Regions from separate parts of the Sus scrofa genome. Here region 2 is linked to region 1. A link is a contact called in public HiChIP or PLAC-seq data. All regions are on one chromosome and are shown on one strand. Each heading gives the region's core, a stretch centred on a gene start, on an enhancer-like site or on the middle of the called end of the contact. The rest is flanking DNA. Distances are from core to core; before and after follow the strand shown.

The links. HiChIP or PLAC-seq counts read pairs in DNA pulled down with a chosen protein or histone mark.
Region 2: a contact with region 1 is called in an H3K27ac HiChIP or PLAC-seq map of alveolar macrophages. The contact joins two enhancer-like sites. A contact is called at or near these places in 7 of 47 Hi-C or Micro-C datasets (embryonic fibroblasts, fetal heart ventricle, fibroblasts and 2 more) and 2 of 2 datasets of contacts at active chromatin or transcription factors (alveolar macrophages and skeletal muscle).

Annotation. Positions count from the first base shown.
Region 1 is chr1:76,531,233-76,539,098 of Sscrofa11.1, forward strand. All of the region lies in intron 1 of LOC110260565 (a long non-coding RNA gene), which reads left to right. Among named protein-coding and RNA genes, the nearest start is that of SLC22A16, 67 kb to the left of the region's middle. Within about 2 kb of position 4,014, at least 17 of the 83 cell types and tissues checked have an H3K27ac peak or open chromatin away from gene starts, as enhancers often do. A contact at or near this core is called in alveolar macrophages, where this site is marked.
Region 2 is chr1:76,662,301-76,670,166 of Sscrofa11.1, forward strand. The region is part of intron 2 of CDK19 (cyclin-dependent kinase 19); the gene reads right to left. Among named protein-coding and RNA genes, the nearest start is that of CDK19, 130 kb to the right of the region's middle. Within about 2 kb of position 3,046, at least 5 of the 83 cell types and tissues checked have an H3K27ac peak or open chromatin away from gene starts, as enhancers often do. A contact at or near this core is called in alveolar macrophages, where this site is marked.

The DNA.
Region 1 (7,866 bases), core at 2,764-5,263:
TACTTCAAGCATTGTCTGATTTTGAGGCTGTTCTTGAGAACTACAATGTTTTTCTAGTATATATTGTGTAGTTTTCACGTGCTCAGTATGACTAATGCATTAGTCACAAGTTAGAGTATGAGAGACCCAAGAAAAGACAGCCTTGGTCTTAGGCATGACTTTCTTCCCTATGCTTCATTCCCTCACTCCAGCCAGCTATTGCCCCTAGCCACTGAGACTGGTTCTGTTCCTGGCAGGAGTTACTTCCTTTGTAGAATCTGCTGCTTCTTGAAGCCTTTGCTTTAGTAAAAGCTCCATCCTGCTTCTTGGGCAGACAGCCCCCCTGCCTTTCTCATCCCTTTTCCTATAACCCGTTGTCTACTAGTGGGAAAATGTATAAGCCCAGCTGTTCGAGAAGTGAGAAAGGGAGAGACAAGAGGGGAAATTAGATGAGGTTGATGCAACTTGCACAAAGAATACTTCAAGCTATGCTTTTTTTGTAATCCAGAAAAGCCGGAACCAACCCAAGTCTCCAACAATCAGGAACTAGCTAAACAAACTTTAGCATATGAAAAAATGGAATCTTACATCACCGTGACTGATGCTACGTGCAAAACAGTGTGGATAATGGCTACATGTGGATCTGGGGACTACATCAAACTGTTTAATGTCAAACAGGTAAACAGAGCACAGAGTCAGTTATGCACAGGGGTTACAATTATGTCAAAATCATGCAGATAGAGAGTTAGGAATTGCAGGAGGATCCAGAGCCTTCTAACTTATCAGTAAATGTATTATTTAAGCATTAGTGTTTACTAGTAAATTTGTTGTGCAAATGTTTTTATGTTGTTTCTGTTTCTTCTATGGTTCTTAAAGGAGGCTACATTTTATTTTTTTATTTTTTTAATTAAAAGTTTTTTTTAATTTTTTTGCTTTTTAGGGCTGTACCCATGGCCTATGGAAGTTCTCAGGCTAGAGGGTCGAATCAGAGCTTCAGCAGCCAGCCTACCCCTCAGCCACATCAACACGGGATCTGAGCTGCATCTGCAACCTACACCACAGCTCACGGAAATACCAGATCCTTAACCCACTGAGCAAGGCCAGGAATCAAACCCGAGTCTTCATGGATACTAATCAGATTTGTCTCCACTTTGCCACAGTTGGAACTCCTACATTTTAATTTTAAATGGTAGGCTAAAAAAATACAGGGAATGTATTAGAAGACAGAAATTATACACTAATTTCTACAAGGAAAATTAACTATAAAAATTATTAAAAGACAATTGGAGTGACATGAGTTTAGCTAATAAGAGGTAAAGAGATCCCTGAAGAAAAGAGAAAAAGCAAACAATGGGGGGCAGTTATCACTCCAAGGGCTGAAATACAACATTCAGGAAGAAGCTGCCTCCTCCCAGGCCTAAGCTATAGACAACATTGGAGAGGGTATGGCCACGGCTCTCTGGATGTTGGAAAATTTCATAGGGGCCCATACTGGTGAAACATTGCAGAACCTGCTCTCTGGAGTGCTGAGGAAGCCATCCATCAGTTGGGAGACCATGCTCCAGAATTCACTGCAAAGCTATGCAATGGGGTGCCAGGAAAGCCATTTGCCCACTTTTGGCATTCTACCATGAAGCCTTCTATGGGGGTTCCAGCCAAAGTCATTCACAGGGAGGTGTCCAGGGAAGCTGCCTGGAGGAAGGCACCACTGGCGCTGGCCACCTGGCCCTGCAGAGAAAGCTCTGTGTGCTGCAGGAGCCTGATAAGCAAGCCCACTGGAACCAGGAAAAGAAGCCCTTTCCTCTCACAATGTCCTTTCCGGGCCCTCTACTGACAAAACTTACGTACCACACTAACAGTCACACACACACAAAAAAAAAAAAAAAAAAAAAAAAAAAAGAACTGCTTCTTTATTACTGACAAGCAAAAAATGAAGGGTGACATTGGAGCCAGGAGGCAACAAAATGGTAAGTGTCGTAATGAATTAAGCTGATGGAGGAAGGCTGGGTTATACTCATATTCATTCTAGGCCATATGTCCCAGATTTTCCTATCAGAGGGCCAAGCTCACACAGGAAGCTTGAGCTGAGGATCAGACAGCTGAGGGGGCTGGACTTCACCTCCTTAGGTGCAATATATTTTATGAAAGCCATGGCTCTCAATGGTAATCATTTCTTATCTGCCGCAAAGTCAGACTGGGCCACATGTGTCTCCTCAGTCCTATGATTTAAAACATATGTATAACAATACAAAATTGTCTTTCAAGTGTATTAAGGTAAATAATAATTAAGAATACTGCAAATAAGAAATGTTTTACAGTATCCAAGAAATAGAAACAACCTGCATGTCCATCCATAGGGGAATGGATAAAGAAGATGTACATATATACAGTGGAATATTACTCAGCCATAAAAAAGAATTAAATAATGCCATTTGCAGCAACACAGATGGACCTAGAAATTGTCAGAGGAAGCAAAGTCAGAAAGAGAAAGACAAATACCATATGATATCACATGTATAGGATATAAAATATGACACAAATGAACCTATCTACAGAACAGAAATAGACTCACAGATAGAACAGACTCGTGGTTGCCAAGATTGGGGAAGGGGGAGAGGATTGCGAGTTTGGGATTAGCAGAAGCAAACTATTATATATAGGATAGATAAACAACAGGGTCCTCCTACTGTATAGCGCAGGGAACTATATTCTGTTTATCCTGTGATAAACCATAATGGAAAAGAATATGATCAAGAATATATATGCATAATCAAATCTCTTTACTGTGCAGCAGAAGTTAACACCTTGTAAATTAGCTACAATTTAAAAATTTTAAAAAGAATACTGCAAATAGGTAGCTAAACGAATACCAATCATGGTTTCAAATTTCTGCAACAGCCTCTTTGACATTATAGTGACCAAGAGCCTGGGCTCTGAGCCATTTAGTAATGGTGTAACCTTGGGCAAATTATAAAACCTCTCTGTGCCTCAATTTCCCCATCTGTAAAATGCAGATAATGATAGTACTTCAGAGGATTGTTGGGAGGATTAAGTGGGTTACTACGTATAAAGCACTCTATATGTTAGGTATTATTACTAATATTTGGGAGTAGGAACACCCAGACCCACTTATGCTAGACCCCCTCAAGTCCCCTACAGTCTCTCCCACGCCCCTTCCCCATAAATGCAGCTCCTAAGGGGTACATGGGCTTGGTGCAACCTCTGAATCCTGCGGCATAGCCCGTCAATTCTACCGGTCAATAAGACACCCGCTTGCTCTTCTATCATCAACGCTGGACAAAAAGGCTAAAAGCCAAAACAAGTAAACTGGCCCCCACATAACTGATCCAAACAGCTTGGGGCCTGGCAGTACCAGTGGAAGAGCTTGAAAAGAAAAACAACCAAAAACAACGCACAGGCTTGTCTTTGTCATGGCTGACCCAGCTCACAGCCAGGCACGGAAACAGAGCGGCTTTATGAGAAAATGCCTTTCTTTCCACGCAGTAATTGAATCCAGTTGTGGACTGAGGTTGCACATTAGTAGGGTTTAAGAAAGGTTTGCCTCTTAGATACATCAGCTCCAGCTGAACAATCATTTATTTCTGTTAAATTCTTGTCAAGCAGGGTATTGCAGCATCCACGGACAATATAATCCTCTGGAATCTGGCTCTCACACTCATCCTACAGATAGGCCAGGAATCTTTTAGGCTCTTCAAAAACTAAATCTCTTGGGTAGAATCCAAGACAGCCCCTCTGGATAATGAATTTGGCTTTGTAGCAATAGTGTTTGGGGCAGTTTTAGGGCAGCTGAGTGCTCAGATCTCTTTAGATCAACTTCAACATAATTCCTCTTCAAGGGGGCTCTCCTTGTCTGTTTCCTGTCTTTCTCCCAGAAAAGGGAAGAGCTTGCTTGTGATCAGGGCAGGAGGGATCAGGGTCAGATTTGGTTGCATCTTGTCCTGTGACTATTGCTGCCTGCTGACAGCATGCTTCACTCAGTAAATGAAATGAAACAGTCCCTGTTCTAACAACTGCCACCCGCGTCAGGACAGTGAGTCTTACACCACCCTGCTGGAGGCCTGCCCTGGAGCCCTCAAGGGCACAGATTCAAAGGTCTCAGCCAGAAACTCTTCAGTAGTGCATGCTTTAAAAACATTTTTTTTTTAATTACTTTGGTAGTTTTGTAACGAAGCAATGGGAAGTAGGGTGGCATATGGGTTAAATTTAAAAGAGTAAAGTTTCTTTTCTAGACCTAAAAACAAAAGAGTTTACCGGACATCCACTATGTGCACTGAACTCTGTCTGTGCCACAGTCTTTCCTGTCTTTGGGTTCTTTATATGAGCTTCTTCCAGCTTCTCCCCAGAAAGGCTTTTCCACCATATCTGTCAGTTTGCTGGGCAGGGAATAAATGGCTCATTCAAATAGAGGGGTGTTGGAGTTCCCGTCATGGCTCAGTGGTTAATGAATCCGACTAGGAACCAGGAGGTTGTGGGGTTGATCCCTGGCCTTGCTCAGTGGGTTAAGGATCCGGTGTTGCTGTGAGCTGTGGTGCAGGTCACAGACAAGGCTGGGATCTGGTGCTGCTGTGACTGTGGTGTAGGCCAGCAGCTGTAGCTCCAATTAGACCCCTAGCCTGGGAACGTCCATATGCCACGGGAGTGGCCCTAGAAAAGGCAAAAAGACAAAAAAAAAAAACCAAAAAACAGAAAAAACAGAGGGGAGTTGACTAAAGGGACAGCCATCTCTCCCTGGTTGCTGGGGCCTCTCTGTTCCTGCAGTTTGGAGGAACTGTGGGATGGTCTAAGTCAGAGGCTAAGATGCATAGCAGTTACAAGTGGAAGGCCTGTCTCTAGGCCTCCCAGAGCTCTCTTTTTGCCACCTGCCACCCAGCTCAATCACAGGCCCCCATGTCACTTGGCCTGTGTGGATGAGCACAAAGTGTAAGCTCCCAGGTGAGGTTTCCCCTAGAAACCCCTGGCAACCCCACTGGCTCCATTGTCACAGCTGAAAAGGTAGAAGGTGGATGAGAAAGATATCAGTACTATGAAATCTTTGATTTTCTAAAATTGAGTGGAAAAAAGAGAAAATGAAAACAAAGGAAAATTATTTCTGTGAAGTGAAGTCCTGTTTGGTTTGAGCCCAAAGTTTCTGAACTAAGTCACCGAACACCTAGCTATGCTGGCCCCAGGCTGGCCACAGAACACTAAGATGCCTGAGATCCAGCCCCTGGTCTGTTTCAGGACCCCGGACTGTGGCCAGATGCCCTTGCCACCACTTCAGAGCCCCCTCCCCCTGTATTAGTTTTGTAGGCTACATAACAAATAACCACAAATGTGGTAGCTTAATACAACAGTTCTGTATTCTTTCATAGTTCTGGAGGTCAAAAGTCTGAGATCAAGCTGGGGGCAGGGCCATGCTACCTCCAGGAGTTTTAGGGGGCACCCCTTGCCTCTTCCAGCTCTGGTGACACCAGTCATTCTTTGGCTGTAGCTGCATCACTGCCATCTCTGCCTCTCTCTTCACATGACCTTCTCCTATTCTCTTGGTGTCTTCTCTTTTGTCTCTTAAAAGGGCACTTGTCATTGGATTTGTGTGCATGGGATAATCTAGATGAACTCAAGATCCTCTCATCACATCTGCAAAGACTATCTTTTCCAATAAGGGGGCTTCATAGTTCCAGGGGCTTGTAGTGGGTTGAGAGATGATGCCCTAAAAGATATGTCTACAACATGCCCACCCCACCCCCATCTTCATTCTCTCCCTGCCTGTGGATTATCACACTCAGTGTAGAAACATGTCAGGTTTGCCTCATCAAAAGAAAAATCACTTCCTCCCCACTGTCTCGTCATGGTTCTCTCAAAGATCTCCAGCTTCTGTGCTCAGCCCCTTTGCCAAAGTGGATGCTACCGACTACCTCCTTAAAACTCTTCCCTCTGCTTCCCAGATCCCTTCCCAGACCCCAACCTTTTCAACTACTGCTCTAACCCCTTCTCCCCCTGTTCTCTAAGTCAGGATCCTTCAAGGACCTGCCTGGTACTCCTTAGTGTTGCTTGCTCCCTCAGAAGACTCTCATGTTCTCCTTCAGTGTTACAGCTTCAACAAATGCCTCAATGCAGATGACTCATTTAAGCTGAAGCTGGGACCAAAATCTTAGCTTAAGCCTCCAAGACCTTGGTGTACATTTCATGTTGTCTTCTGATCTCCACCTACAAGTCCCATTAACATCTCAAACTCAGAATGTCCCAAAGGGGACTCATGGTCCCATGGTCTTTCAAACCTGTGCTTCCCCTGCCCCATATTCTCCCCAGATCTCTGCCTGGCCCCACCACCCTTCCACCCACCAAGTGCGGAAATCTTGGCAGCATCTTTGCATTCCATATCCATTCTGACCCTGTAACTTTTATCTCTACAGTTGCTCCACCACTGCACTGACCCCTGTGACATCTTTTCATTTCCAACATTCTCTTGCTTCCCTTCTGCAGCCTGGGAGACTCTAGTGGACCCCTCTTGGGTTTCTCTGTGTCCGCTCTCTCATTTTCCACTCCAGTTTATACACTATTAATACATTCTCCCCCAAACACAGATCTCAGCAAAAAACCCTCAGTAGCTCCCACTACCTTGAGATCACAGCCTAAACTCCTCAGCCAAGCCTTCAAGGTCCTCTCTAAACTGTCACTGACCCTATTCCAACCATCACATACACTCTGCTCCAGCCAAAGATATGAACTGTCTATCTTCTGGATGCATTCCACGCTTTCTTCCTTACCGTTCCCCATTCAAAATATGAGTCTTAGAGTCTTCTAAAAGACCTCTTTTCTGTTAAAATATGGGTAACAAAATAAGAGATACTGACCAAAGAGCAGATTGCCAAATCCCACAAAGTGGAATCACCCACCTCTTATTTCCTGTACCAAACAGAAAACACACTTCAGATTATTCTTATCTGTCAGGGTTACAAAGCAGAGCTTTGTTTGCTAATGGAATTCGCCAGCTTGGAGTGGAACCATCACCCTTTGAGAAGTCAAACATTTTCTTGGTGATTCACCTGTTAGGGAAAGCATCAACTTTCCTGCTCTGAATTTCTGTAGCAGAAAAGGAGCTCTGGTATCAGATGAGTAACAAACACTGTCATTTCAAACCTGAAATCTTGTGACTGAAAGTTCCAGGAAATCAAACCATGGTAAAGAAGTGATAGAAAAATTAAAAGAAAACTTGAGCCCATAGAAATAAGTGGAGGCACAGAGAAGATTGACCATAAGGTGCTTTGATGGGTGCATATTTCTCGTGTATTCCAGTCCCCAAGCCCTTGACCATACCAGGAGATGGCCTCAGAATGCTCTTAAGAAGCCCACACATACACCTCACCAGTCCAGGCACACCAAAAGGAAATAGCTCTTTTGGGAAACTAGCTGTGGCTTCCTTTAACCCATTTGAAAAGACTCAAGTGGCATATCTTTCTGTCTATACAATATCTGAAATTTTAGACTCTTCTTTTGGATTCCTTCCCTATTTAGCGCTATTTCCATCCCTGTAGTCATTGAGATGTTCAAAAGCAAACTGAAGTTGTAGCTTCTGAAGCACTAAAAGCCTCAGAAATTCAAGCAAACATAAGTTTGGGGAACTTTATGTTTTCTTATTAGAGAAAGATATGCTGGTAGATACACCCTGGGCTTGAATCACTTGATAGGAGCTACTAGTTGTATCACTCAAAGAAGTTATTTAACCTACTTCAGCTTCAATTTCCTCATCTGTAAAATGGGATTATTAAGATTTCTTTGCAGAGTTGTAAGGGTTTAAAAAATGATCTTTAACGAGCCTAGCTCAAGATCTGGCACTGAAAAAGTTTTCATTAATAATAAAAAGGAAAAATTTTGTTTTTGTCTGCC
Region 2 (7,866 bases), core at 1,796-4,295, 130 kb after region 1:
GGCAAGAATGTTATGAGGACTAAATGTGGTAAGTAGAACGTCTGGCATGCTTTAAGTTTTTTTTTGGGGGGGGTTGTTTTTTGTTTGTTTGTTTGTTTTTTAGGGCATTACCCACAGGATATGGAGGTTCCCGGGCTAGGAGTCCAATTGGAGCTACAGCTGCCAGCCTACACCACTGTCACAGAGACACAGGATCCAAGCTGCTTCTGCAATCTACACCACAGCGCACGGCAACGCTGGATCCTTAACCCAATGAGCAAGGCCAGGGATGGAACCTGCATCCTCATGGATACTACTTGGGTTTATTAACCACTGAGCCATGCCAGGAACTTCTCTTTAAGGTTTTGATAAACACTAGCTATTATTACTGTACCTAACTGAGAAAGGCTAGGCACTACAGGCATAGAACCTCATTGGAGAGAGACATGCTGTGATTGGGGCATGCCATCACATTTATTTCCCAAAGTGCCTGAAACACTCTGTTAGCAGGTTGTATAATAATAGTATGGCTACGGGAAAGTTAGTTCACTTTCCACTTTGCAACAGATGATCTAGTTTCCTTTTCTCTTTGATTTTATTACTACATGTACTTGGTCTGAGAGAGATGTGAAAGCAAGTGAGATTGGTAATAAATAAGAAGCTTACATCCTCTTAACTATGACAGCATAAGTGCTCTTTTCAAAGTTGAATGTTTAATCTTTTACGTAACATACTCCACATGAGAAAAATCAGATACAGTTCTTATAAATCAATGGCACTCTGAATATACAAACTTTAAGTATAAAAAATGAAACAGATGCAAATCAAAATAGTTTACAAGCAAAACCTAAATTACCTGGAATTCTCAGGGGCATTCTGATTCATTGGAGGGTAATCAGAAAATCTTTTCTTGCTTCCAGTAAAAAGCCTTGTTGAAAGCCTTCCTTATCTTCACAATTACCAAAATGGAATTATCTTTGACTCTAGGCACATTTTTAGTATCTTGGAGTTTCAATAAATATAAACTCCTAACAAATATTTCCTCCTCGTTTATCCTTTTATTTCCTTGAAGTAAAATGAGGGGTGAAAAAAAAACCCTTAAAACTCTTATTTAGGGGAGTTCCCGTCTTGGAGCAGCAGAAACGAATCCAACTAGGAACCAAGAGGTTGTGGGTTCAATCCCTGGCCTCGCTTAGCGGGTTAAGGATCTGGCATTGCCATGAGCTGTGGTGTAGGTGTCAGACATGGCTCGGATCCCTCATTGCTGTGACTCTTGGTGTAGGCCGGCAGCAACAGCTCTGATTAGATCCCTAGCCTGGGAACCTCCATATGCCCTAAAAAGACAAAAGACAAAAAAAAAAAAAAAAAAAAAAAAAAAAAAAAGAAAAAGAAAAAGAAAAAGCTCTAATATAAATACTGCCTTAAAAAGGAAAAGAAGTATCATCTTATTTTCCTCTGTCTCTAGTCCTCGTTTCCTTCTCTGTTCTGCAGTCTCTCCTGACATCTTACCCATGTGTCTAAGGTTTCACTGTTACTTTTATGGAGAATCCAAAATCTCAATCTCTAGCCCAAAACTCTGACATCAGGTTGCAACTGTGCATTCATACACCCATATGGAAATCCCACTGTACCTCAAAACCCACAGGTCCAAAACTGAGTATCACTTGCCTACCTCCACCTCTTAGCGCATCCACTATTCTTGCAATTATACCACTCTTTCCCAATAACCAAGGCAGGTTCAAAACCTTAAAACCAATCAGTGCCCAGTTACTCAACAAGTGCTATGTACTTTGCCTTTTAAATATACTCATGAATTTTCACCTCAATAATTAAAAGAAACCCTTAACTAGTATTTATACATGTGCTCTTGCCTGTGCCTGGAAAGATCTTCTCTGTCCTCTTTTCTGACTAACACCTATTTGCTTTTTAGAAAGGACTTTATCACTGCTTCTAAAAAACCTTTCTTGAAACTCCTAGTCTAAGTGGGTGTCTCTCTTCTGTCTTTCCTTCCATACTGTACTACTTCTCTTAACATACCACTGATGAAATTATGACATAGTTTGATTATCTGGCTCCCCTAATAGATTGCAAGGTTCTAGAATGCAGGAACTATGTCTTCCATCTCTAAATTTCCACTGTGTAACAAGCCAGACACATTTGGTGTTCCTCAAATGCTGGCTGAATTAGTGAGTGATGATCTAGCGCCTGTCATTTCTAATACATCCCATGCACTGACATCAAATTATCTTCCTAAATTAAAAAGTTGAGGAGTTCCTGCTCTGGCACAGTGGGTTAAGAATCTGACTGCAGGAGTTCCCATCACGGCACAGTAGAAATTAATCCATCTAGGAACCATGAGGTTGCAGGGTCAATCCCTGGCCTTGCTCAGTGGGTTAAAGATCTGGCATTGCCTCGAGCTGTGGTGTAGGTGGCAGATGCAGCTTAGATCTGGCGTTGCTCTGATTAGACACCTAGCTGGCAGCTGTAGCTCTGATTAGACCCCTAGCCTGGGAACCTCCACATGTTGCAGGTGTGGTCCTAATAAAGCAAAAAGAAAAAAGAAAAGAAAAGAAAGAAACTGATTGTAGCAGCTCAGGTGGCTGCAGAAGCACAAGTTCAATCCTTGACCCAGGGCAGTGGGTTAAAGAATCTGGCACTGCCACAGCTCTGGCTTAGGTCACAGGTGTGGCTCGGATTCAGTTCCTGGCCCAGGAACTTCCACATGCCATGGGTGTGGCCATTAAAAAAAAAAAAAAAAAAGTCTAATAATGTTAACTCTCCCATCCTAAAATCTTAAATGGTTTCAAAGATGAAACTCCCAAATGGAACATTCAAAATGACCCACTTCAAAGACTAAATCTATTTTTCTTACAAATAATTTATCTGGGGGGTGGGTGCTGAGAGTCAAGATAAAACTGTATTATAAAGATTTTAACCAAAAATGAGGCTGGCAGATAAGATCCAAGTTAAGGACCAGAGAGCTTTGCCCTAATAAAGGCGGTGTCATAACTGGCCTATGTTGTGGCCTTCACTTTCAGGACACTCCCCATACAATCATCATGAATGATGTCTCAAGGTCTCAAGGTCTCGCCACTGCACAGGATCCTGGCCATTACCTATTGTCCCCCATAAAGACTGGCCTTGGGACATGGGAATGAGGCAGCAACTTGGTTAAAAATACCCAGCAGGTAAGCAATGATTTTAAAAAGTCAAAATTCATTAGTAAACACAAGTGCCCAGCACATTTCAGGGAGCCTCAGGGAGTTTATGGCCTAATAGAGACCAAAGAGGAAGCAGATTAAGCAAAACTATAAAACTTTCTAAAACTGTAAGTATGATAAGGCTATTAACAAAAATACAGAATAGTTATATATAGCAGATATAATCTAATCTGGAAAGTCATAAAAGATACTCCTAACGAAGTATGCAAGTTGAAAAGAGGGAACTGAGAATTACAGAGACTCAACCAGCAAGAAAAGCATATTAGCCAATATTCTCATCATGTCATGACTGTACCGAATCTAAGAACTCCTTCACTATTCATCTTCCTGGGAACAAATATCAAATGAAATCCCTACTTTATCCTAAATTTTCTATGGCATCCTCCTATCATATGTAATAGAGCACAGCTCTCTACTTTCCAGATGAATATTTATAAAACTACTTGCATAAGAGGGTTTGGCACAAAGTAGGCATTCAACAAGTTTTGTTAAATAAGAAAACAAAAGTGATAGTACAAGAGTTGTTTTACAAACACATTGGTTAGATGGCATTTATCCCACCTTAAGAGAATACTGTTTTCAAAATTGCTGTTTTCAAATTTTCAAAATTATCCTTTTTCCATTTTTTTAAAGTTTTATGAAGTCTAGTGGATTTACAGTGTTGTGATAATTTCTGATGTACAACACATTGACTCAGTTATACATATACACACATCCATTCTTTTTCAGATTCTTTTCCCATACATATTATCACAGAATATTGGGTAGAGTTTCTTGTACTGTATAGCATATCTTTTATCAACAAGAAACTTTCAAACAAAATTAAATAAGAATGTTCAAGGAATTTAATGTCTGAAAAATAGAATGCAGCTGGTAATTAAATCAGCAAAATAAAGTAGTAGCAGTTTTATCTCAGATGCCCATAATAAATCTTATCCCAGTGCACTCTCAAGTTGGTTTTACATCTAATCCAAATCCTTATAACTTACATTTCTAAAATGTACGGTTTACATTTTCGCTAGTAAAAATAGGCATAGCCCTGGAATTGATCTCTCTCCCACCCAAACCCCATCCCCAAGTCCTAGAATTGGCTAAGGTGCTGGTAAGGATGTGCAGAGGGGTGGGAGGTAGGGCTTTTGCATTCTGAAGGAACTTGTCTAGTATGGTTAGATGTTCCACTTTACAGAATGACCGGCATTATCAATGGTCAGACAACCCACCTCAGATGCTATAAGAAACTACACTAATGTTTATAATTTATAGCTAAGGGTTTTGATCAAGTATTAACAGCAAAATTACCAGTACCAGTAATTCAGTGTATTTCACATCACCATGCTTCTAGAGAAAATAAATGCAGTGAAGTCAAGGCTCAAATAAATTAATCATTTATAGTTTCTGAAGACCTCACAGGAATTTTTACCACAGTAATAAGGAAAACTACTAAATGATCTATCTGACCAAAATGCAATCCAGGAAATGTCTACTGTATTGTTTTCATTAAATAGAAAATCTACTTCCTTCCTACTCTGCTAAGAGATCTTTATATGCATTATGAGAAAACACAGAGAGGGATGAGTTTCCACAAAGAAATAAATTATTTCTTATATATGAAACATCCATTAAATTTAATCAATAAGTTCTATTTCTTCTGAGTGTTAACTTTAATTTTTAAAAAAGAGCTGTATTTTGACATATGTACTTTTATGAAGATGCATTAAACAATGATTATAAAAAAATCTAAAAATCACTATATTACAATAATTAAAATAGTTCACAATACTATAACTTTCCATAATTTTTTTTTTTTTTTGTCTTTTTGCCATTTCTTGGGCCACTGCTGAGGCATATGGAGGTTCCCAGGCTAGGGGTCCAATCGGAGCTGGAGCTGCTGGCCTATACCAGAGCCACAGCAACACCAGATCCGAGACGCATCTGCAACCTACACCACAGCTCACGGCAATGCCGGATCCTTAACCCACTGAGTAAGGCCAGGGATCGAACCCGCAACCTCATGGTTCCTAGTCAGATTTGTTAACCACTGAGCCACGACGGGAACTCCACTTTCCATAATTTTGTGTTTAGCAGTGCATGTGTGCAAAAAGGACATTAACTTTAAAGTAAGTTTTTGTTGAATGATTTTGGAGCTTTGAAATTTAATGTCTACTCAAAGTAAGGCTGCTTGAAATATACATATGAAATGTTAAATCTCACTAGACCGTCATTTTTAAAATGTTCTTCTCCAACACAAGTTTTGGTCACACTCTTCAATAAACTTAAAACAAATCCCACTCTAGAGAAAACTCCCTTTAAATAAAATCCACAGGGAAGTTAGATTAATTTGACTACAAAACTGTATTGTACAGAAAATATATCCTAAACAAAGGCTAACAAAAAACATGGAAAATGTAAGCCATTAGAGGGCTAATTTGCTTGATTTATAGAGCTTACAAAAATCATTAAGAAAAAAAATAAAAACACTTCAATAGGACAATAGGCAGAGAATATGAAAAGACATTTCACAAAAATAGATATAAATTTAGCCAAAAGTTACTTGAAAATATGGCTACTTCACTTAATTTAATAATGCAAATTGAAGCAATGGACACATATTTTTCATCAAACAGACTGGGAAAAATTTTAAAAGCTTAATAATATCTAAGTGGTATCAGTAAGAAACTGGATAAATAAATTAAGTTCATCTTACACTAAAATGCTACATAGCCATTAAAAAGAATGCAATAAGCTGAAAATAGATCTGTATTTTTGGCTTGGTAAGATTAGTAAGATATAATATTAACTGATAAAGATGGAACAGAACATATAGCATCTCTTGGTTTTGGGGTTTTTTTTTTTGTTTGTTTTTTGGGTTTTGCTTTCAAGCGCCACATCCATGGCATATGTAATTTTCCAGGCTAGGGGTCAAATGGGAGCTGTAGCCACTGGCATATGCCACAGCCACAGCAATGCCATATCCAAGCCACGTATGTAACCTACATCACAGCTCACAGCAACGCTGGATCCTTAACCCACTGAGCACGGCCAGGGATCGAACATGCATCCTCATAGATAACAGTCGGATTCATTTCCTCTGCACCACAAAAGGAACTCTTTTTGTATTTTTAAAAGATATATATTCTGGTATATGCATAAAAAGCAATGGTAGATTCATTCAACAGTGAGAGGGATGTAGGAAGACAGGATTAGATGGCAGAATATAAGGACTAGAGCTCACTTTCTCTCATAAAAACAACAAAATTACAACTAAATGCTGAACAACCTTCAACCAAATGGACTTTCAAAAAGATATCCTACTCCAGAAGACGAAGAGGAGGCCACATCAACAGGTAGGAGAGGCGATTACATGATATCAGCAACCCCATATTTCCTGGGTGGGAGGCCCCACAGCCTGGAAAGTAACTATCACAGAGACTCACCTACAGGATTTCTGAGCCCCACATCAGGTCCCCACACTTGGGGAGCTAGCACTGGGAGAAAGAGCCCCAAAAGCATATGGCATTGAAGGCAAATGGGGCTTGTGTGCATAAATTCCATGGGACTGGGGAAAACGGAAACCCCATTCTTGAAAGGTACACACAGGCGTTCATGTGCACTGGGTCCCAAGGCAAAGCAGAGGCTCCAAAGAAATCTGTGTCAGACCTGACTGCAGTTCTTGGAGGATATCCTGGGAAAAACAGGGGGTGACATGGCTCATTGTGTGGGAAACACACTGGAGGCAAAGCTCACAGGAATATTTGTCAGTGTATGTTCCTCCAGAGGTGGCCATTTTGGGAAAAATCTGGCCCCACCCATCAGCATTGAGGCTAAAAAATAATCCAGGTGGGATCACAGCCCCACCCATCAGTGAACAGGATGCCTAAAGACCCCCAGGCACACAACAACCTCTAATCTTACCCGCAGACAAGCCCCACCCACCAGAGGGCTAGGAATCATCCCCACCTACCAGTGGACAGGCACCATTACCTCCTATTAGGAAACCTAGAGCAAGATCCTGTACAAACTTCAGCCACAAGGGGGGCAGACATCAGAAGTAAGAGAGGCTACAAATGCATTGCCTACAAAAAGGAGACCACACCAAAAACCTATAAAAAATGAAAAGGAAAAGTATTATAACTCAGATAAGGGAACAAGGAAAAAAACCCTGAAAAACAGCAAAGTGATCTGGAGATTATCAGCCTCCAGGAAAAAGACTTTAGACTGATGATGCTGAAGATGATGCAAGACATTGGAAACAAACTGGAGGCAAAGATTGATAATTTACAGGAAACACTAAGCAAAGTAACACAAGATTTAAAATTTAAGCAAGCAGGGATTCAAAATACGATAACTGCAAAAAAACAAAAAGTTCTCTAGAAGCAACCAACAGCAGAATACAGGAGGCAGGAGAACAGACAAGCAAGGTGGAGGACAGACTAGTGGAAATCACTGATGTGGAATAGAAAAGAGAAAAAAGATTGAAAAGAAATGAAGACAGTCTAAGAGAACTCTGGGACAAACATTAAACACACCAACATCCATATGATAGGGGTCCCAGAAGGAGAAGAGAGAGAGTAAGGGACAGAAAAAAAATATTAAAAGAGACAATAGCTGAAAACTTCCTTAACATGGGAAAGGGACCACTCACTCAAATCCAGGAAGCGCAACAAAA